Regions from separate parts of the Sus scrofa genome. Here region 2 is linked to region 1. The links are chromatin contacts, called in public Hi-C maps. All regions are on one chromosome and are shown on one strand. The core of a region is the stretch at or near the end of the contact, and the rest is flanking DNA. Distances in the headings are between cores, read along the strand shown.

Region 1 (6,418 bases), core at 1,126-3,625:
AGGGCATGTGGGGGTGGCACCTCCTGGGGGGGGATGTCTTGCCAGGCTGAAATGAGGTTGTGGTTTGATTCCCTGAACCTCTGGTTGGCTAAGCCAGGAATGTCCCTCGTGTGAAGATTTGCTGTGTGGCCCTGATGGGTGAGAAAGGAAGCGGGTTGCTGTGGAAAACAGGGCCTTTATGAACATAGAACTTGAGGGCAGCGGGGACGTGGTACATGCGGGAAAGGCGTCCTTTCCTTCCTGCTGCCTGCGCCGCCCTGTCCTGACCTGCCCCCAGCTCTGTCCCGCCTGCTGCAGGATTTGGGGACAGTGTGGATGGTGGTGAAATCTGACCTTTTATGTCATAAACAAGCATGTCAATGATCAGTCCAGATTTTGCTTTTATTTCTTATAAATTACATAATGCATACACATATGCATGCACATATTTACATAAGTATGTATGTTCACACATATATATTGGGATTTATATAAACCTTTGGGATCACACACACACGCGCGCAAGTGCACTCCAAGGGGGTCCTTGAACTCACACTGAGTGTTTGTATTTTACAGAAATTTCTGTCCATGTTTGTTAAAGTGTTTAAGAATAGACTTTGTTTCTAGAAAAAAAAAATAATGCAGGGGCGTAATCTCCAGAATATACAAACAGCTCATGCAGCTCAATATCCAAAAAACAAGCAACTCAATCAAAAAATGGGCAGAAGACCTAAAGAGACATTTTCCAAAGAAGACAGACAGCTGGCCAATAGGCACATGCAAAGATCCTCCATATTGCTAATTATTAGAGAAATGCAAACCAAAACGACACTGAAGCATCACCTCACCCCCGTCAGAATGGCCAGCATCAAAAAGTCTGCAAATAAGAAATTCTGGAGAGGACGTGGAGAAAAGGAAACCCTCCTACACTGTTGGCGGGAATGGAGGTTCCCTTACAAAAGTAAAAGCAGAGCTGTCATATGATGCAGCAGTCCCACTTCTGGGCACATAGCCAGAGAAAAAGCTGAATTCCAAAAGATAAATGCACCCTTATGTTCCTAGCAGCCCTGCTTACATTTGCCAAGACTTGGAAGCAACCTAACTGTCTATCACCAGACAAATGGAAACGATGCAGGATGTTTACACAATGAAAGGTCACTCGGCCGTCAAAAGAATGAGATCACGCCCTTTGCAACAACACGGAGGGACCTAGAGGATTTCATACGAAGTGCAGTCAGAGAGAGAAAGACAGATATCATAGGGCTTCACTTATATGTAGGATCTTAAAAATGATACAAATGAGCTTATTTACAAAACAGTAACAGCCTCACGGACAGAGAAAACAAACTTGATTACCAACGGGGATAGCAGAGGGGGAGGGGTAAATTGGTTTGGGATGAACACGTAGGCACTACGGTCTATGAAGAAGAGAACCAACACGGTCCTACGTATGGCACAGGAAACTCCACCCGTAACAGCAAAAGGATGAAAAAGTTTTACATAGAGACATACGCATGTGTGTCTGTGTATAACGGAGCCGCAGGGCTGTACACCTGAAACTAACACAACGTTGTCAATTAACTATACTTCGCTACGAAAAGAAGCAACATGAATGCATAGTTGTTTTGAGTGGAAACGTCAATATATATGATGGTTCTGAGTGATCTGACGTGGGGATACCGGCAGGCCGAGAGCAGCAGAGGAGGAGACTCACCACGGTGGTTCTTCTCTCACCGGGTGCCACGGCCCCATCCTGCGGACGCAGGCACTTGCAAACAGGCACAGCTCCGTGCGATGCAGACGCGGTTGCCCTCTTGCCTCGATGAGCTTGGTGACCGTGTTCGTGTCCCCGGCGGCTTGTCTGTTTCCTCTTCGGAAGCGTGGATGTGGGATGAGCTGGTCCTCTGGGGCAGGTCCAGCATCCTCCATCCCTTTGCACCTCTCAGCCCCTCTGTGTCACCTCCCAAATCATTCTGATGCTTCCAGTCTCTGCTTAAGGATGAAGCGCAACCTCTCCTAGACTTTTATTCATATTTAAGTCTTAGTAAATGAGCAGAAATGAAAACAAAGTAGACGCCACCCTCAATTTGTCATCTGTTTAGAACCGTGGAGTCCGGCTCCTGAGTCGTTTCTTGAGGCCTGGCTGTGCACCGGGCCGCTCGCTGCGTGGAGTCTTGCCTGATGGAAACGCTCAGGGAGCCAAGGGTTCTTGCTCTGCTTTCCAGGCCATCCTTCCGGGCGCCTGGTGGTCCCAAACCTCACAGGAGGCCCCACCCAGAGTGGCCAAAGCCTCACCTCTGAGGTCAGGCCAGCTTGGAGCTGGACAGCGCAGCTGAGGCTTCTGAGTCAGCGCAGAGCGGCTCTGAGCCAGGGCTGCCCCGAGCCTGAGTCCTGGGGGTGGTGACCAGCCACCGCCCCTGTTCAGGGAGAGAAACAAGACCCTGGATCTCTGGCCCAGTCTCTCGGTTTGTGTGGTTTGGTGTAACAGCCTGTGGCCAGAGATGTTGCTTCCTTGTTCACCGCCTCATCTCCCAGGCACCATCACATCCTGCACTTCCTACATCCGTGTCACAGGCAGTCAGTTCTAGAACCATCGGAAGTACAGGACACTGCGAGTGTGTGCTGCTGCCCGTGGGCGGCTTCCCTTTGTGGTACCGTGCGCTGGACACAGGCTCTGGCCTGGCAGAGGGTTTGGATGGGATTCACCACGAAGCCCACCTGCCGCATGTGTGGCGGGGTGCATGCATATGCCTCACCGCTACCGAGGGCCTCGGCTGGAGCCCCCGCATGAAACAGGGAGGCCTCGCCCTTGGGGCTAAAGCTGGAGCCTTTGCCACTGACAGCACGGGAGCTGAGTTTGCTTCGCTGGGAGGACAGCGTCAGTGTAAGTACAGGTCCGAAGGCACCGACGCCCGCGTCCGCCTGCTCTGACTGGAACAGGAGATGCTCCCTGATGCTTTCCTGGCTCGGGTGGGTATGTTGGTGGCGGAGTTTGTGAAATCGCCATCCGCTTTTGTCCACCAGTGGGTTGGCAGTCTGGCTCTCCAGCAGTGGGCAGTGGTGGGCAAAGCCATCTTTTGATCTTATAGCAGCGCCTACAGCTTTTCTCCTCTGGCCCCATCTGTGCGCCTTGGAAGAGGAGAAAGGGATAGACTGAGGACAGAGGTCTGGAGTGGCCTCTGGGGTGTCAGCAGGATGGTAGCCAGTGGTTGTGGTGGCACTGAGGGTGCACCACGGTCGTCTGAGTCATCCCCAGGTCTGCCCCTACCACGGTGCCCCCGGGCCTTTGCTCCACCAGCTCTCAGGCTCTCAAGTGTGGTCCCCGCTGCTTAGGCATCCTGAGAGGGCGGCCTGGACCCACCCCGAGTCTCCCAGTTAGGGCTCTGGGGGGGGGGGCAAGCTCCCAGGGATGCCATCCTGGAGACAGCAGACCTGGGCTGCGTGGTCAGCTGCCCGAGGGCGCCCATTCTAGCCTGATGGAGAAAACCCAGGAGGGCAAGCAGGCTGTGGATTTAGAATTCAAAAGTAAAAACAGTAAAAGGAAACAGGGGCCCCCTGGAGAATGTGATTGAAAAGGAAATCATTCCGCTCAAGGCAGAGGAAGGAGAATCTGGGAACGCGGGTCCTGGAAGCGCCGACGTGCTTAGTTCTGATCCCAGCTGGGAACCAGCACCATCACGCCGCATTCTGGAAAGGAGTGGTTGCTTCAAGCAGGGAAGCCGTGGGTGAATTTTGTTTAGTTTGTGTCTGTTCCTCCTCATAATCCTTACAGCAGGTGTTTCACAGTCCTGGGAGCTGCGCCGTCAGCCTGGCGGTGACAGACCAGGTGTTGCTGCTGCGGGCGCCTGGCTCAGGGCTGGTCCAAGCCGAGATGGGCCATCTTAAGGGCGCCGCATTTTCAAGGCTTAGTACGAAAACGAAAAACACCTCAGGAATAATTTTATGTGGATTGTGCGATGGAACGAAGATACTTTAGATACACTGGATTAAATACAACATATTATTAAAACGAATTTCACCTGGTTCTTTTTGACGCAGCCACTGGAGAATGTAAACTCACACGTAGAGTCACTCTATTTTCCTGATGCTCGATTCAGACCTAGAACTTTGGGATTTTTTTAACCATACAGCAGGTCGTAAGAACCTTTGGAAGAACCTTGAGTGATATCATGAACTCAGGGGGAGGCTTTGCGGTGCCTCAACAGGCTTTGAGAGAAAGGGTTGCTGGGTTTACTGTCTCATAAGAACTAAAGTCAAGCCCCATAAGGGTGGAGAAAGGAAACATTGGTTGATTTTTTTTTTTTTAAAGATTGCCCGTTTCAGATGCTGAAAAATAACTTACTCCTTTTTTTTTTTTTTTCTAGAAACTTTTAGAAAATCATCCCTTGAGAATGATGAAACAGATAAAGAGAAGAAAAAATTTCTGGGATTTTTCAGAGTTAATAAAAGAAGCAACAGTAAGGTAAGTGATTAACTACGCACATGACTCTGCCTTCTGCACACACAGCTTCGTGGGCATCTGTTCTGGGCGTGGCTTGGCGTTTTTCTAAATATGTGTGGCAGTGGTTACTTCCTTCGGGGAAGGAGAGCCTGCCGGGTCAGTGTGAACTGCGGTGCCAGGCTCGTCGTCACACCTCCACCACCAAGGCAGTTGTCTGGGTGACGGCGGTACCTCTTTCCTTTGGCTGCACCGGCCACGTAGACGTCCTGAGCTGGGGATTGAGTCCGGCCACTGCAGCCACCCAGACCGCTGCAGTGACATTGCCGAATCTTTAAGCCGCTGCATCACAAACTTCCAGTGATGATGTTTTTGTTTTCATTTTTAGGGCTGCACCTGAAGCATATGCAGATTCCCAGGCTAGAGGTCAAATCAGAGCTACAGCCTTGGGCCTACCCCACAGCCACAGCCACACTGGACCCACTGAGCAAGGCCAGGGATCAAACCAGCATCCTCACAGAGACTAGTCGGGTTCTTAACCCCTGAGCCATCATGGGAACTCCCCGGTGATGGGTCTTATTCACAGACCTAATGGGAAGTCTTGAGCCGTCTCTGCTGGCGCCTGATCACAGACGAGGCGGGTTCCGCATGTCTCCGTGTGTCCTTTGCAAACCTCTGCTCCGCGTGTCCCCACTTAGGGCCTTCGGAGCCCGTCCCCTCCCGTCTGTCCCTGGCCTTTCCTCCTCGCCAGCGTTCTCCTTTCTCGCCGGAAGTACCAGAAATGACAGATTCAGGCTTTCACGGGGGATTTTCCTGTCACGCAGTACGTGTTGGGTTCCTGGTTCCTGACTTTTTTTTGTTGTTGTTGTTGTCTTTTTAGGGCCGCACCTGCGGCACATGGAGGGTCCCAGGCCAGGGGTCCAATCAGCGCTGCAGCTGCAGGCCTACACCACAGCCACAGCCACGCCAGACCCGAGCCACGTCTGCCATTTGGCTGCGTCTTGCGGCAACGCCAGATCCTTAACCCACTGAGCGAGGCCAGGGATCCACCCCTGTGGATTCTAGTCCGCTTCTTAACCAGCTGAGCCGAGACGGGGAGTCCTGGTTCCCACACCTCTGAGGTCAGGTGGCTGGACCGCGTGCACTGCTGTCCTCTTGGCCTCGTGGGTCCGTTTCTTTTTTCCTTTTTTTTTTTTTTTTAGGGCCGCACCCACAGCATATGGGGGGTCCCAGGCTAGTGGTTGAATCAGAGCTGTAGCCACTGGCCTACACCACAGCCACAGCAACACTGGATCCTTAAGCCACCGAGCGAGGCCAGGGATCAAACCTGCGTCCTCATGGATACTAGTCAGGTTCTTAACCCTCTGAGCCACAAGGGGAGCTCCTAAAATGAGTCTTTACCTACCTCCTTGAAGGACAAAAAATATGCATATCTGTGTATAAAATCTCACCAGAGAATATACTTCAAAGGGTACCATTCTGGCCAGAGTCAAGGAGGGCTGCTCTCTTTCCTCGTTTTAAAACTTCGGTATGTGGAGCTTTTCGTAAACGTGACCATGTGGACATTATTTCTTTGACAAAATCATTTATTCTCCTAACTCAGCAGTTGTGAAAAATACCTTAGAATCACCTTCAGATCCAGTGTCACGGTTGGATCCTTGGCTCATGACCCCGCACTTGCTCATTTTGGGGGGGGCAAGGTGGGGCCCCGGAGCTGTGTTTTCCAGTGCACCCCAGGGACCCTCTGGCAGGAGGTCGCCACACCATCCAGCAAAGCCCTCTCTTAAACAAAGAAGCGGGAAGTCACGATTGCTCACCTTTCAGGAGCAGAAAGGCAGATGCCCAGTGAATTATTTCAGTGGCTACGCAGCCACCGAGCACGCAGTGCAGGGGCAAAAGCTGAATCGAAACCGCACAACTCTCCACCCCGACTTACGTCGTTGGTTTTCTGAGCCAGTTCATCGTCTCGGTCCTCTGCTGTTTTCATGTTACTTATTTTCT
Region 2 (6,283 bases), core at 2,703-5,202, 120 kb before region 1:
GGCTCACCCTGTGGCAGTCCCACCACCACCACCCCCCGCCACTGGGAAGGTCCTCTCTCTTCCCAGGGGACTGTTGGGAGCGGGCCAGAGCCCTTCCCGCCTGTCCTATTTGGACTTGCCACCCGACCCTTCAGAGTCGGGGCCGGCTGCTTGCCGAAGCCTGGTGAGAAGGTGGAGTCCCCGAAGGTCAAATCAAGGAGAGGATGCAAGAGGCCGATGGGTTTTATAAAGGTCGTCGGCTGGAAATAAAAGGCTGGCGTGTTTATGCCTGCGGGTCTGAGGGACCTGGTCCCTCTGAACATGAGGAGGAGAGCCTCGCAACATCCCTCTCGAGAAGGGCCGTCCTGCGGCTTCGGATGACGGTGACCGTGGTGGAGGTGGTGGGGCTCATGGTGATGACGGTGGGGGTGGTGGTTGTCATCGTGGGGGGGGTGGGGGGTGATTATAATCGTGATGGGGGTGGGGGGGTGATTATAACCGTGATGGGGGTGATGGCAATGGGGCGATGGTGGCGATGGGGGCGGTGTTGATTATAATCACGACGGGGTGGCGATGGCAGTGGTGGGGGCGGTTATAATCGTGGTAGTGGTGGTGGGGGTGGCGGTGGGAGTGATGGTGACAGTGGGGGCGGTGATGATTACGATCATGACGGGGAGGCGATGGGGTGATGGCGATGGGGGTGGCGGTGATGGGGCGATGGCGGTGGGGGTGATGATTATAACCGTGGTGGGGGGTGGTGATAATGGGGGCGGTGATGATTACGATCATGACGGGGAGGCGATGGGGGTGGCGGTGATGGGGCGATGGCAGGGGTGGGGGCGGTTATAATCGTGGTGGGGGTGATGGGGGGGTGGGGGGGTGGAGGGGATGGTGACGGTTGTCACGGTGGTGACAGCGGTGTGGCATTGAACAGTTAGCATACATCAGGCCCTGTTTTACGTGTCTCAGATATTGAAATCACTTGACCCTCACAAGAACTCACCTTGCCACCTGGACCCTGGTCCCTGGTGAATGTCCAAGAGGAGCTTCTGGGGGCTCAGTAAGTGGCTCGGGCTCCTAAGCAGGATGAGAAGATGCGGGAACGTGACAGCTGACAGCTGTGGAAGCCGTCACTGCTCCGCACGGTGTGCTGGGTAGAACGAGTGGGTGGAGCTAGTGCTGCAGCTGGTGACCACTGAGCTCCGAGAGCCGGAGTGAGGTGCTCAGGTTCTGCCATCACGATGGGTGAACTTTTCGAGGGCCCAGTGGAGGTGCTGCATCTGATATTTTTGTCCACACCAGGTCCACCCTCCTGTGAGCACCTGTCGTCGCGTGGACACGTTGGCCCCTCGCCAGGGCTTCCTCAGTCCCAGGTGCCAGGGGAGTCCTGCTTCCAACATGGACAGTCCCAATGCCACGTCCATGTTGTACCCCTTTGGTTTAATGACCTCATTTTTTCTAGCTAGACCAGAATAGTTGCTTGTCTTTTCAGAAATCGCTCAAGGTAAAAATAACGCACGCGGTCCAGAGAGACCACTCCATAATTCAGCCCCCAGGCCTGGAAGACACCTCACTGCCCCACTCCCACCAACCCCAGCTGGGCCCTTGGATGCACATGCAAGCAGTGCCAAGGTCAGGTCTGATGCTCTGACACCCCAGAAAGGCATCCTTGTGCGATCTGTGCAGTCCCCACACATGGAGGGAGGCATCAAGGGGCTGGACTGAAAATGACTGAACTGCCACAGGGCGCCCCTTGCTGTAGGGTTCCTGATGGCAGAGGGAGGGAGCAGGCGTGACCCCTCAGAGTATTCTGGACCCTGTCTTATCCAGAATACAAAGGTCACGAATGGGCTCATCCTTCCAACATGGGGCCAACACGGGGCCAGAGCTGGGCTCATCTTTCCAACACGGGGCCAGAGCTGGGCCAGGCTCCATCTGTTTAGAGATGATGAGGTGAGCACAGTCGCAAATGCTGTCTGGTCCAGCAAACAGTGGAAACCAGGGGAGTTTCTACAAAGAGCCGCCTCCTGGCCAGTCACACACCGAGTTTCAGTTTGCGGCCTCTGCCCGAGACCGAGGTCAGAGCTGCCAGTCCACGGCTCTCCACCTCTGATCTGAGCCATACCCATTCCCAGAGACGTGGCTTCATTGGCTGGTACTGGGCAAGAGACTCCAAGAAGGAGGCACAGGGATGGAGCCCCCCTGCTCAGACGGCAGTGTCCACCTGTGTCCACCAGTGTCCACCTGTGACCCGGAAGGGCTCCTCCCCCCCAGGAAGCCTTGGCTAAAGTCAGCAGCACAGACTCAGTGACCGGCCACCAGGAGACCTCTTCAGCTTTCCTGGGGCCAAGAAATTATTCTCTCACTTTTTTTTTTTCTTTTTTGGCCACCCTGTAGCATATAGCGTTCCCGGGTCAGGGATCGGATCCAAGCCACAGCGGTGACCCAGGCCACAGCTGCAGCTGCGCTGGCCCCTTAACCCACGGTGCTGGGTCAGGGATGGAACCTGCACCCCTGCGCTCCAGAGACGCCTCCCATCCTGTCGCACCACAGCAGGAACTCCTTTTCTCTCCCTCTGAAGAAGCCTGGTTTTCGTGACGGTTGTCGTGACCACAGGAAACTGAATCCAGACTCCAGAGAGTCTGAAGTTTCCTCCTTGAAATCTGCATCTCAGCTCAGGACGGGACATTGAGAACCTTCACTGAACCGATGACACCCATGCATGAGGCTGCGCCCACCCCACGGGGACCCCGGGGTGTCAGGCTGGGACGCTGGGCCCTTGGTCCAGGAACCCTACAACGGCTGTTGCCCCGAGGGTGGAGTTGGCCCAGCAGGGTCTGACCTGGAGGGGGCGCTCTTCTCCCCTCCCTGCTCCCATCACTCCCTCTCTCCTCAGCGCTCCTTCCCCCTCTCTCTTTTCGTTATTTTTTAAAAAGGTTCTGAAGCAGAGTTGACTTGCCGTGTTGTGTTGGCTTCGGATGTACAGGAAAGTGACTCAGACGCAAAGGCAGGGGGCGGCAGAGGCTGGGGGCTGAGCCGAGTGCCTGGGGTGGGGTCTGCTTGCAGGGCCAGCGGGAGCCTGTTAGCGAATGTTTTAGGAATTGTGTGTGCAGCTCGACGTCACCTTGTAGCTTGAAACCGGCCATGATGGGAAGATACGTGAGACGAGCCTGGTGAGAGATGAGGCTGGAGAAAGAGGGAGCAGGTGCCCAGGCTGCAAAGCCACTGCAAGGCCGTTTGCTTTTATTCTGCGTGAGAGGGAGGGTTTGGGGCGGACTTGCGGCAAAGGGGTCATGGCCGGGCTTTTGTTTTAAAAGGATAGCTCTGCAGCCGCAGGGGAAACAGGATTCGGGTGCACAAGCCTGGAAGCAGACAGACTCGCCAGAGGCAGGTGCCACACGCAGGCGAGATGAGGGCGTCTGGATGAGCCATGGAGCGATGGGGCCGTGGACAAGAGGCCAGACTCCAGGAGGCTTGTTTAGACCGTAGGGGCACCCGCAGGCATGGTGGTGCAGGGCATGGACAAAGAGAGGAGCCCCGGTGACTTGGCGTCGCAGCAGGAGGAGACAGGACTGCGCCGGAGAGGAGCAGGCTCCTGGGGTGACGGGAAGTGTGAGGTGGGCGTGGAAACCCACGAGCAGGCGTGTGGATAAATACCCCCGAATTTCAGAAGGGAGGTCCCTAGACGCTCGATTTCTCTCTCAAGCATGCATTGCCTTTATATGCAGAATAAAACAGTGGGACTTGGAAAATAAATTAAAATCCAGACACACTTCTGATGGTGAGGTGTTTGCACCCACCCATCACAAGGGGGCGGTAGAAAGCAGCGTTTTCCTAGGAAAGCACGTCGGATCCATGAATTTCGACTGGAGAGTCGGGTGCTCTAGGTCAGAAGGCCTTCGCCCTCAGGAAGCCTGCAGGGTGACGGGGGCCCTCCCCATCACGGGGTCACCGAAGTCCCGCCACCACGAGGACGGAGGCTTGAACTGACACGGTCAGAGTGAGAGGAAGGGTCCTGCCTTGAGTCAGACCCCTGTTTACTCACCGTGTCTGCCCGAAGGGTGAGGAACTCAGGCCCCGCGTCTGCGCGAGTTCCTGTGCTCGTCTGTAAATGCCACGGAGGGCGAGGCAAGCAGGGGCCCTGTGTCCTCGACACAGGGCGGGGCGGGGCCCTGGCGTTCCTGGGGCCCTAACTCCCCTTTGGAGCGCTACCCACCTGGTGACAGGGTTCTGCAAAGGACAGGAGGGCCAGAGAGGTGATGCTTATCCCAGCAGAGCTCTCAGCTCAGAGGCCACTGGGGAGCAATGACTAAGCAGGGGCACAGGACCAAATTGGGGACTTCGGGGACGGGGTCAGCGGACGCAGACTACGAGCTGTGAAGCAGAGAAGCCACAAGGACTCCCTGTACCCCACGGGGGTCCTGGCCATTATCTCGTGTTAACGGAGTGTAACCCGCCAAAGGCCCGAGTCGCTGTGCGGCCCAGCCCGAAGGCAACCCGCTGTTGTCAGTCAGCTCTGCCTGCTAACAAGTAAGTGAGTTACGTGAGGAAGGAAAGGCGGCCGAGGCCCACTGCGGTCCCCTGGGCGAGGAATCCCACTGCCACGGCTCCGTCCCTTGGGAGCAGCAGGTTCGACCCCTGGACTGATGCAGTGGGTGAGGATCCAGCGTGGCCGCAGCTGTGGCCCAGTTCAGTCCCCAAACTTCCCTACGCCACGGCTGCAGCCACAGGGAAAAGTGACAGAAGGAGGACAGGGGAATAAAATGGTGAGGCGGATTCAGCCCAGATCCAGGGCGAAGGGCAGGGTCGTGGGGAGAGAAAGACCCCAAAAGACAGCCCCCACTGCCTCCCGCTGCGGGCGACCCCACGCCTGCTGGTGCCTTGGGAGCACCCTGGCAACCAGGGGGATGTTGGATCGGTTCTCCCAGCCGCTCAGATGCCAGCACACCCCTCGGGGACCTGGGAAGGGTGTTCGCGGAGAGCAAGGAAGAAAAGCCGGTGGTGCTGCCCCCTGTCCCGTCGTGGGCGGGGCTCCGTCCTGTGCCCACGCCGCGATGTTGGTCGTGTTCCTGCTAGAAAATGCTCACGGTGAAGCACAGACACGCGTTTCTGTGGAGAGAAAATCCGCGTCTTCCTTGTTCGCAAACCCTTGAACAGTCCTAGCGATACTCTAGACAAACACAGGTTTTGTTTCTTTGCTTTTTACAAGGGATCAAAGAAAGAGATGTTTCCGTTGTGTTCTGGAAGAAACAACGCTTGAGTATTTTGTTGTGTGTGTGCTTGAACGTTTTGTTCTCAGTATCGAGAAGGTACAGACTGTGGCAAATAGAAGCTTTTAAGAGGAGCGGAGGTAGTACCTGTGCGGAAGGACAGACGGGGAAAGGCACATCACTCCTTGTTCTGGGTTTGCCATTTGCGTAATAACAAACTAGCCTAATTGTGTAAAACTTTGTTTTGGCAGCGAAAGAATATATTCGCAAACGAAATCTTTGGAGCTCCCTCATGGCTCAGTGGGTTAAGGACCTATCATTGTTGGGTGAAATTTTGCCTCAGAACCCCAGTGTATGATTCACAGAAGGAGATGCTGCTTGGACAGGTGCAGGGAGGGGACCGAGCCCCTCTGCTCAGCTGGTTGTCACCGAGCCCTCCTCCTCCCACCGCCTGGCTGTCACAGAGGCTCCAGCTTGCAGACTTTTCTCCCTTTACACACACATGTATGTTTTGGCTAGAAAACAAATATACTTAATGTCCTTGTAGTTTTTTTGTTGTTGTTGTTTTTTCTTTTTTGGCTGCCACAAAGCATGTGGAAGTTCACTGGCCAGAAATCAGATCCAAGCCACAGTTACGGCCTACACTGCAGCTGAGGCAACACTGGATCTTTTAACCCACTGAGAGGGGCTGGGGATCAAACCTGCATCCTGGTGCTGCAGAGGCACCACTGATCCTATTGCACCACAGCAGGAACTCCCACGCAGTTTTTTGAAAATTACATTTAATCTTGAACATCGTATGTAGTATTTCATAGTCCAAACCGTCAGAGCCCGGGACGAAGCGAGAGGGGTTCTACTTCCCCGAGGAGACGAGGCTGTCAGGACTCTACGTCACAGCCAGGACCTCCACCCAGATGCCTCAGCTCTGTGCCGAGTACCAGTCACTAAGGGCATAAAGGAATAACCCATTCTTCTTTCTCGATCCATTCGCTCCCCAGCAGCATCGGCCTGCCTGCCCTCCTGCAACCCCTCGTGACAGTCTCACGACCCCTCGCTCTGTGCATCCTGCCTGCTTCCCCGTTCCTGCTCCCGAG

Evidence for each region. A called contact is a pair of places that touch in the nucleus more often than the background predicts.
Region 2: a contact with region 1 is called in a Hi-C map of omental adipose tissue, with 2.7 times the contacts expected there. The contact joins two enhancer-like sites. A contact is called at or near these places in 1 of 5 promoter capture datasets (liver), 24 of 47 Hi-C or Micro-C datasets (adipose tissue, alveolar macrophages, brain and 14 more) and 1 of 2 datasets of contacts at active chromatin or transcription factors (skeletal muscle).

Annotation. Positions count from the first base shown.
Region 1 is chr9:136,960,253-136,966,670 of Sscrofa11.1, reverse strand. It overlaps COBL (protein cordon-bleu), which reads left to right. Exons shown (of 16, transcript XM_021063931.1): 5 at 4,344-4,441. Among named protein-coding and RNA genes, the nearest start is that of COBL, 92 kb to the left of the region's middle. Within about 2 kb of position 2,375, at least 8 of the 83 cell types and tissues checked have an H3K27ac peak or open chromatin away from gene starts, as enhancers often do. A contact at or near this core is called in omental adipose tissue, where this site is marked.
Region 2 is chr9:137,083,295-137,089,577 of Sscrofa11.1, reverse strand. No RefSeq gene overlaps it. Among named protein-coding and RNA genes, the nearest start is that of COBL, 31 kb to the right of the region's middle. Within about 2 kb of position 3,952, at least 2 of the 83 cell types and tissues checked have an H3K27ac peak or open chromatin away from gene starts, as enhancers often do. A contact at or near this core is called in omental adipose tissue, where this site is marked.